Regions from separate parts of the Arachis hypogaea genome. Here region 1 is linked to region 2. A link is a contact called in public Hi-C data. All regions are on one chromosome and are shown on one strand. Each heading gives the region's core, a stretch centred on a gene start, on an enhancer-like site or on the middle of the called end of the contact. The rest is flanking DNA. Distances are from core to core; before and after follow the strand shown.

The links. A called contact is a pair of places that touch in the nucleus more often than the background predicts.
Region 1: a Hi-C map of leaf shows a contact between it and region 2, with 5 times the contacts expected there. The contact joins the enhancer-like site here to the promoter of LOC112782303 in region 2. A contact is called at or near these places in 3 of 8 Hi-C or Micro-C datasets (all in leaf).

Annotation. Positions count from the first base shown.
Region 1 is chr20:119,095,332-119,099,849 of arahy.Tifrunner.gnm2.J5K5, forward strand. LOC112785113 reads right to left here. Exons shown (of 10, transcript XM_025828549.3): 6 at 4,328-4,441; 7 at 4,121-4,226; 8 at 3,710-3,921; 9 at 3,259-3,362; 10 at 2,008-2,702. The coding sequence ends at 2,558. Among protein-coding and RNA genes, the nearest start is that of LOC112785113, 4.6 kb to the right of the region's middle. Within about 2 kb of position 1,405, at least 3 of the 3 cell types and tissues checked have open chromatin away from gene starts, as enhancers often do.
Region 2 is chr20:119,030,124-119,034,801 of arahy.Tifrunner.gnm2.J5K5, forward strand. It overlaps LOC112782303 (protein WHAT'S THIS FACTOR 1, chloroplastic), which reads right to left and starts at 2,485. Exons shown (of 3, transcript XM_025824646.3): 1 at 2,033-2,485; 2 at 366-1,843; 3 at 1-153. The coding sequence starts at 1,768. The coding sequence ends at 440.

The DNA of each region.
Region 1 (4,518 bases), core at 155-2,654, 64 kb after region 2:
AAAAAATAACAGAAAAAGAAGTAAAAAGCATAAAACAAGCTCAAAAAAAGTAAAGAGAAAGTTTTGAACACGCTTTAAAGCTTATGATACATTGTGGAGCCTTAGGCCACTCTTTTAAAAGTGTGACCCTTAAAGCAAGCGTGGCCCAAGAAGCATGCATGGACAAGGCGTTAATGACGCCAATAAAGAAGCATGCATGTTTAACGTGAAGCATTGAAGCCTTACGAAGCATTTAATGAAGCTAAAGGAAGGCATGCATGTTTTATTAGCATGAATGAAGGGAAGGCATGCATATTTTATTATGCGTGAATCAAGCGAAGTATGCAATGAATCATATGAAGCATATAATGAAATAAAGCAAGCAATGCAATTGGCGTGAATAAAATGAAGATATATGAAGCAATGCATAAGGCATTAATAATATGATGATGCATGCGTTAATGAGATGAAGAATTATATGATGCATACGTTAATGATAAGAAAGAGAGCTTTATTTTGGAAGGATTCCTGAATTGCTAAATTTAAAAGCCTTCTTAATGAAGCTGTTACTCAGGTGCCTAAGGAGTTAGAGTTGGCCAAGGTCCAGGATTATGTGAACGAAAGAGGGGAATGGAACATTAGGATTATGGAGCAGTTTCTCGCGAGTAATACTTTAGAGCAAATAAGACTGCTAAATCCACCCCGGACACACGTCGAAAGAGACATAATAAGCTGGAATCATACAACAGATGAAATTTTTACAGTTGTCTCAGTCTACAAAATTCTAACCAGACACAATACAGAGAATAATAAGATTAAGTTTAATACTGATGGATCTGCTCACCAGCAAAGCAAGAGAAGTGGATGTGGAGGTTTAATACGGACCACCAATGGAGAATAGATAGGGGGATTTATGGCGTACTTAGGAGATTGTTCTCCAGCAAAGGCAGAGTTTTGGGGCGTCATCCATGGGCTCCGCATGGCAGCAGACTTGGTAATGAGGAGAATAGAGGTCGAAGTAGACTCAATGGAGATTGTGGATATTATCAACAACTGTGACAATATGGAGGTGCATCATAGTGAGGCGGTGAGGGAGATCGCTCAATTCAAAAGGAAACCTTGGGAACTAATCTTCATATTCATTAATAGGGAAGCTATAAAGAAGAATTGCCCTTTTAAATTCTTAGATTCCCTTCCTGAAGAACTCATTTCTTTGTACTTAGATGATGTTAAGGGGAAGTCACTGACTTGTACTAAACTACTAATGTCACTTCTACTCCCCGTTGATTTGTTTTTGTTCTCTTTTTGGGCTTAGCCCCCTCAATTACAAAAAAAAAAAAAAAGCAAGCTTGTATCACGTTCTGTTCATAGTGCAGCAGGAACATTTTTATTTAGGAAAGTTCTATGGTGAGGATTCAATATATTATCCACATGTGTGGGTTAATGAAATAGTAATAAAACACACTCAATGCTAATTATTTTTGACAAGTTGGACTAATAGACAACTTGTGTTTTTTTTTTACTCTATGGGTTGGATCACCACATTTGTTACAGATGCACAGAAACAATTTTCTGTGAATAAAAGTAGTATAAAAAAAAGAGGCCGTGCACTCTTATGTAAATTATTTTGTCATGGTGTTATGGATAGGATTTTACATTATTAAATGGATCAAGAAAGCAAGAAGATACAGTGCATGTTGTGAGGTTTGAGCGCCGGCGACGAAACGATCCTCACGTCCGTTCTCTGCACAGCGACGCCAACCTGACAAACGGAGGCTCCGTGGGGGCGATTCCGGAATCGACGGCACCTCCTGGGCAACGAGAGTAGCTCGGCGATATAGAAGGTATAGGGTCAGCGGCGCTAGGATTCAAGTAAAGTCTCCCTTCTCTGGTGTAGATGATGAGTGAGACTGAAACTAGGTGAGAAGTGAGAAACACATTTTTTTATCAACATTAATTTCTATTTTTGTCACAAAATAAAATCTTTTCAAACTTCTTTTTTGTTCTTTAAAAACATTTTTTATGGACAATCTGAATTGGGTATAGGTCTTCTAGGCAAATATGTCTTAATACATATGAAAAACAAAAAAACTCATCCATTTAAGCCTCTTAACCCAACCCAATAAAAAGGGCTCAACTATAAAAACCCAAAAACAGAAAAAAAGATTATACACAAACAAAACAGATTACTTTTTCATTTACACCGTAATAACGGTTAAATCAAGAGAACAAGTCGGGTTGGTCTAGTAGTTAGTTCACTAGTCCGCTTAAGCAAGTGTCGGAGATTTGAATCCCGCCTTATGTATGTAGCAACCCATTAGTCAGCAGCAAACCCTTAAATAGACTTCAGTATCGTGGCGGATTAGTTCTTGACCTGTCGGATTAGGAGATGCCGTGGAAAATTAAAAAAAAATAGAGGTTAAATCAAGAGACAACTTCGGCAGCGTACACGTGTTTCATTGTGAACTCTTCCACATAGGATCCACACATGGGGATAATATATTGAATCCACACCATAGAACTTCCCACTGTAGCAGTTACACCAGTATTCGCAAAATATTTCACAGGTATAACAAAATCAAGACAACATGAGAGAAATCATAGCATCGACGGATTCTGGTCCGTTGTTATTAACACTTGGTATAATGTTATCGGGGGATATAAGTTTCACAAACTCTTTGAGTTCTGCATAGCTGCAATGCTCACTGTATGGCACTTCATACCTGACAAACCAAGAAAATTTTGATTAGTCAAGTTTTAAACACTTAGGTAGCGTTTGGTGGAGAGACAGAGACAGAAAGACTGAGACTAGATTGAAATAAATTTTAGTATTCTGTTTGGTGCAAAGTGGGAGACAGAAATTGAAATAAGAATGAAATTCTAATTTAATTTGTAAAAAGGATAAAATTAGAATTAATTAATTGAAATGAAGGTATTTTAGATATAAAATGTTATTAAAGTTTCAATCTCTATCTCTAAAAATTTTAGTCTCCTGTGTCCCCATTTTTTGGAGGTACTGAAATTTTGGAGACAGAGACAGAAATTTTAGTATCAGTCTCTAAACCAACAAACATGATACTGAGTCTCAGTCTCTCAGTCTCTGTCTCAGTAGCTCAAAACAAACACTACTTTAAAGACAGGGAAATGTTCTTCGAAGACTTCCATTGTGCACCAACTAAATATTAAACTGTCCTTTGAAAGCCACTACTTTGGTTTAAAAAGTAGAAAGAATCAAGAGATGAGTGGTTTATAGAAAAAGTAGTAACAACAAAGCATCACCTTATAATAGTACCCTGCTGCCACCTTCTTCCAGGAGACTTCTTTTTACCTTTGCCAAATGTCCAACCAGTGGGAGAGAAAGCAACTATAAGACTGAACCGACCCTAATTACAGTAATGCATCTGATTATCAAAAGGCTAAAGAGTCTAAGAACAAACCAAAGTACCAAACGTATTTCACTATACAAGATCCTGTTTCGAAGCTGTAAAACTGCTTAACATAACAGGCAGAACAGGTAGCAATCCTACGTTACTTTTGGAAATGTCAAAGAAGAGAGACATTTTTGCTCATTTTATGTATCTATCTCTTTTTTTTTTCAAATATGTTTGTGTATCCCAAAATATCCAATGTTTTTAGTATTTCGACGATGGAATAGTTATCAACCAAATACCATATCAAAGTAGGAACCAGTTATTTATTATTGGGTATGCTAGAGAAGTGCAGTACTCACCGCATATTGACTTGATATGTGTTTCAATCTTTTGAAACTTGCAAGTGTCCACATAGGAGCAACGTGAATGTTGCTTTCGTGCTCATTTAATGTAAACCACTGCATATCATCCTCCCTAAATCCCAAACATTTTAGAAGACGCAACTTTGCCGCTGTCACGTAAACCTTCTTACGAAGTGTGCGAGCAACCTCCAAGAATAACCTTTCTTTTCCTATGAAAAATAAGAAAACGAGGGATAAGCTTCTTTTTCTTTTTCCCCCTTAGTTGGTTTCCTAGTGTTGAACCAAGATATAGAAACAAAAACTACCCAAATCACTTGAAAGTAAATGACCAAGCTATATATGTTAAATAAAGAATAACCGGCAGAGATAAATAATTAAATATACAGAAAAAGTTGTATTGAGCTCTACCAATAGTATAGCTGCCAATCAGAAAAAGGGTCTGGGGATTAAAAGCCTCCGCTTGAATGGCATCAATAACAAATTGTATGACAGCTTCTTGTTTTGGAAAGTCATACTGCAATGAAATAAAAAAACAAATATATAAAACAATCCTACTGGAATAGGACTATAGGAGTCTCTTGTTTGAGATTATTTCGTTATTCTCATATGACTGACCTGTGGGTTACAATATGTTGTATCAAGAATTAGAGTACGGATACGACACATCCGGAGAAAAGGATTGTTTGCTATTTCTTCACTGTACCGAAAATCCCCAGTATGGAGAACCGCCTAAACAGACAGGAAATATTTACTGAATCTAACAATGGGTAACAAAGAAAGTAACAAACTATAAATAAGCTCATGAC
Region 2 (4,678 bases), core at 1,235-3,734:
GTAGGACCACAAGGTGTTTGTCTAAGCCATGCTACAGCATTGACTAGCCATGATCATAAATTGTTTCCAGCGGGTTCTGAAACAAGGTTTAATTTGTCCAGCTATATTCTCATTATCACTTGCACCTTCTTCAGATGGGCTTCATTTAAGCATCTATCAAAGAAACGAAAACAAGGACAATATTAGAGCTTAGCAACCTAACATGTTTATACTTAAATAAGTATAGAGGGTATCACAGGCCAAACTAACTTAAAAAATTTGTACCTACTATCACTAATTATTTTTCTAAAATAAAGCAGAAAATTTGACTTAAGACACAAGATATAAATGTGCTTGAAAAAATTGGATCATGTGGAATTACTTACCAGCCAATCAAAATGGAAAAACAGTACTTCAAAAAATCGGTGTGTGATGTTTACATCTGCACATTCTCTCAACCTCAAGAATTCTTAAAATTTCGATATTCACAGGCAATCTCTTCAACATCCATCTCAGAATTGTCCACAAGTAAAGGATCCTCATAATCCACGGAACCATGTTGCTCAAGCTGCACGTCCAAGTCCTCTACTTCCGAATCACTCTGCATCAAGCCAATATCGCATTCTACTTCTACATCCGACATGTCGCTGAGTATCTCAAACTTCTTCTTCCTCCCTCTATTACCAACAAGCCTCATGACTTTTTCCCTCCATAGGACCAAGGGGCATTTTTCAATCAGCTCCGCACCTTCATATGCTTCATTCAAGAACACACTAAACCTCTTCCCCCGCTCAGAGACATAGAAGATGCCAATGTGCTTCAGAAGAATCCTCATGAGCTTCTGAGGCATCACTATCTCCCAACGGAAATGAGTGAGGTGGTCAGTGACCAGTCTCTTTTCAATGGTGAAACTAAGAATCTCATGCATAACAGCAACAGCCCTCTTATCAAATTCAAGAGAACCAGCCTTGAGACCTCTTGCATCAGCATAAGGAGACAAATAAGCCCTCTTTTGAAAATCTTGAATCTTTTCACTATAACGATACACCCTTTTATAATTTGAAGGGAATTTCAAAGGGAATGGAAGTGACAGCATACCAGGGATATGCAAATTGGTAGTAGTGGATTCAGTTACACCTGTAACCTTCTTCTGTAATTCCGTTATTGCCCAATTAGGATTCCAATTCACAAGCTCCAAGCACTCAACTTGATTAATGCCATCAAAGGACTTCACAACCCTAAAATGCTGCGGATATTGGTGCACCCAATTAGCCCTAAAATCCATAGGCAACCCAAAATCCCTTCTGAAATGAGCAATCTTCTCTAATGGGAGACGCTTATCCACCGACATCATCAGCAACCTCGTAACGTGTTCCGCAGCCTTATCGGAATGCTGCTCAAGAACTCTCCGTTCTTCCTGCAACAATTCCTCGGCTCTCTCCGTCAAGCCGCACCACAGCACCCCCTTGCGATCCTTGTAGAGTTCAAAGAGCTTTGGCGTCTTTCGAATGAAATCAGAGATTCTGTGTGGCTTTGGGAGATTGATCTGCTTACGATAGTTTTCAAGGGATCTAACAGGGATAATCATCTCGGACTGTTGCTTCAGAAGCTCGATTAAGAAGAGGATTTTGGAGAGTATCTTCCACTTCTCGGTTGCGACCTCAAGATCGTTAACCCTCTTCTGCTTACTCCTGTCTTGAACCCTCTTGCTGGTCGTCATCCATCGACGGAAAAGAATTGAAGCTCCGATGAGCTTCCTCGCTGAGGGGTTTATCGGATCTTTCAGCATTTGAGGGAACTTGTACAATTATATATCACACTCAAGTCATAAAAAATTCAGCACTTTGAACGTAGTTCAAGCCAACTGAAATTTTCAGTCATAATGTCACCAAATCAGTATAAATACATTCTAGTACCACCAAATATTCCAGTATCAAGTATCAAATAAATAATGTTCAATCTTTTTTATATCAATAGATTGATCCAATCTAACAAACGCAAAAGAATAATTACATTGCAAAAGAAAATCAGTGTAGCTCAGTAATAAACTCACATAGCACGGAGGCAGCGACATAGAGAACTGAGAAGAATAGAGAACAACAGCAGCAGGATAGCAAATCAGCGGTAGCATAGAGCAGCGGCAACAGTACAGCGGCGCTCCGAGGCAGCAGTGCGGCGGCGAGAGAAAGCCGTGACGGTGAGAGTAGACTCGTCACTCTTGCATGCAAAGTGTTTGTAGAAATGTTTCTTACAACTTTTCTTTCTTTTTTTTAAAAAATAAAATAAAATAAAATTGGTCAAGGTTGCTTAGAAGTTAGAACCCTTTTGTTTTTGACAGAGTTGCTTAGAACTTTAGAAGGCAGGAGGTTGTGCGGTTATGCAAAAAACAGTAGCATTTGGATTTTGGACCCAAATTAAATTGTTTTTATTCGCTTATCCTACGCCGCTGTCTGCTACTTGGGCTTAGATTAATTCAATCAAACAGCATGGGCAAAAATATAGAAACGAGGCTGTATTCTTGTATAGCATGCAAGTTTAGCAATTAGCATACTATACTTTTTCTTAGAGAAAAGAAAAAGGGTAACAGTTTTTTTTTATTTTAATCGTGCGACCGGATTATCGGATCACCGATCCAACCAATTGATCTAGCCGTAATTAAATAAAAATAAAATTAAAATAAAAAATTAAAGTTTAAATTTTCTTTTTTTTTTTTTACCAAAATATGAAGACTCGAACCCGCAACCTCTTAGATGAGTATGGGAAGATTATGCCATTTGATCTATTTGATCTATTATTCATTGGCTTTTTTTTTTTTTTACCAAAGATAGGAGATTCGAACCCGCAATCGGGGAGACTATGCCATTTGAGCTATTACTCATTGGCATTAAAAAAAAAAAATTTTACAAACATATTAATAACAATAAAATATCAATTATTAGACATAATTAATGATATAAAAAACAAAATATTCATTAATATTAAATATTTTTTAAATTTAAATAAAAAAATAAAAGATAACAATTAATAAATTAAATCTAAAGAGTGATCTCAAAATTAGCATCTATATTTTTATAAATCAATACAAAGAACAATTTATAATAGCAATTGAGTAATAATGAAAACATTTTTAAATTCTAGCAAAGAAAACAAACAAAAAATATGGAAAAAATAATTTAACTGAACAATTTTATTTTGAGTTGTAGAAAGTATGAACCTCATTTTCAACAAAAAATTTAATTATGATAATTTTTAACAATAAAATATTTAGCTCAAAAATGGTTCGAACAAGGAATCTCTTGAACAAATAATCTCTTGATTATATTGTCTCCAACAAACTACTCTACTACCATGCTTCTTAATGTAATATACGACAAAAACTAATTATATAATAAATCTTTGAATTAAATAATTATATAAATATTTAATTTAATTTTAATTTTAATTTTATATTTTCTATTTTTTGAATCAATTATATTTTTATTATGTACTATTACTAATAGAAATATAAACTTTACTAAAAATTTATTAATCTACTTTGTCTATTTCAATGTTAGTGTTGTGATTAAAGTTATCTGTTTTAAAAACTAAAATGTGGTTTATAAGTTTTAAAAACTAGTTTTTGATAGACCCGGATGGTATGGCTAGTGGCATGGTATTGGCATAGAAGAAAGATGTCAAGATCCAAATTTTGCAATCTGATTGATTTTACATTGCGGCTAGAATAGAGGATTCGATTCTAGCAAAGAGTTTGGGGCTAATAGGAGTTTATTTGAACATAAATGAGCAAATTCGCTACTCTCAATTCACGCATTTACAAACTATAATTCAGCAACTCAATTTTGAAATTGTAGTTGCAGGTGACTTCAATGCCATCCTTTTCCAAACTAAAGAATAGGATGGTAATGATAAATCTCAATCTTCTATCACTAATTTTCAGAATTTCATTAATGATACATCTCTTTTGGATTTAGGCATGTCGGGGAGGCCATTTACATGGTCTAATAAACGCAGAGGACCGATCTTATCCAAGAAAGATTAGATAAGATTTTTGCTAATGCTGATTGGATAAATCTCTATCCCTCTTTATAGTGATGCTTAGATTATCAAAAACAGGTTCGGATCATGCGCCTTTTCTTATGAAGTCCAAACCAAGTGTTGAAAGATCTAAAAGAAGATTTAAATTTCAAAAAGATGGTGCTCTATGCTAGAGGTTAGGAGGATTGTTTGTGATGTTTGGAGGGAGAGAATAGAAGGATCGGCTATGTTTATTCAGGCGCAGAAGATTAAAGGGTGCAAACATAAATTAGTACAATAGCAGACATCAGGCAACCAGAACTCAAGAAAGGCAATTGAGAAATTCACTAATCGCATAGAGGAACTGAGATTAGCTGGAATTTTTGGTGACACCGAACTGATCGAATTAGAGAGAAAACTTGAGATCGCTTATCATGACGAAAAAATGTACTAGAAAGCCAAATCTAGAGTTAAGTAGCTCAAAGAGGGGATTAAAATACAAAATTCTTTCATCAAAAGTTTAAAACCAGAATGAGGGATAATAAAATTTGGAGGCTTGTGAGTCCTTAAGGCGAGGTAGTTACTTCAAATGATATTGTAGTGGCTAAAAATTACTTCCGAGGAATTTTCACCTCAACTTGCCAAGCTAATCCATATTTGTTTTTTACATACTTCAAATCTAAGG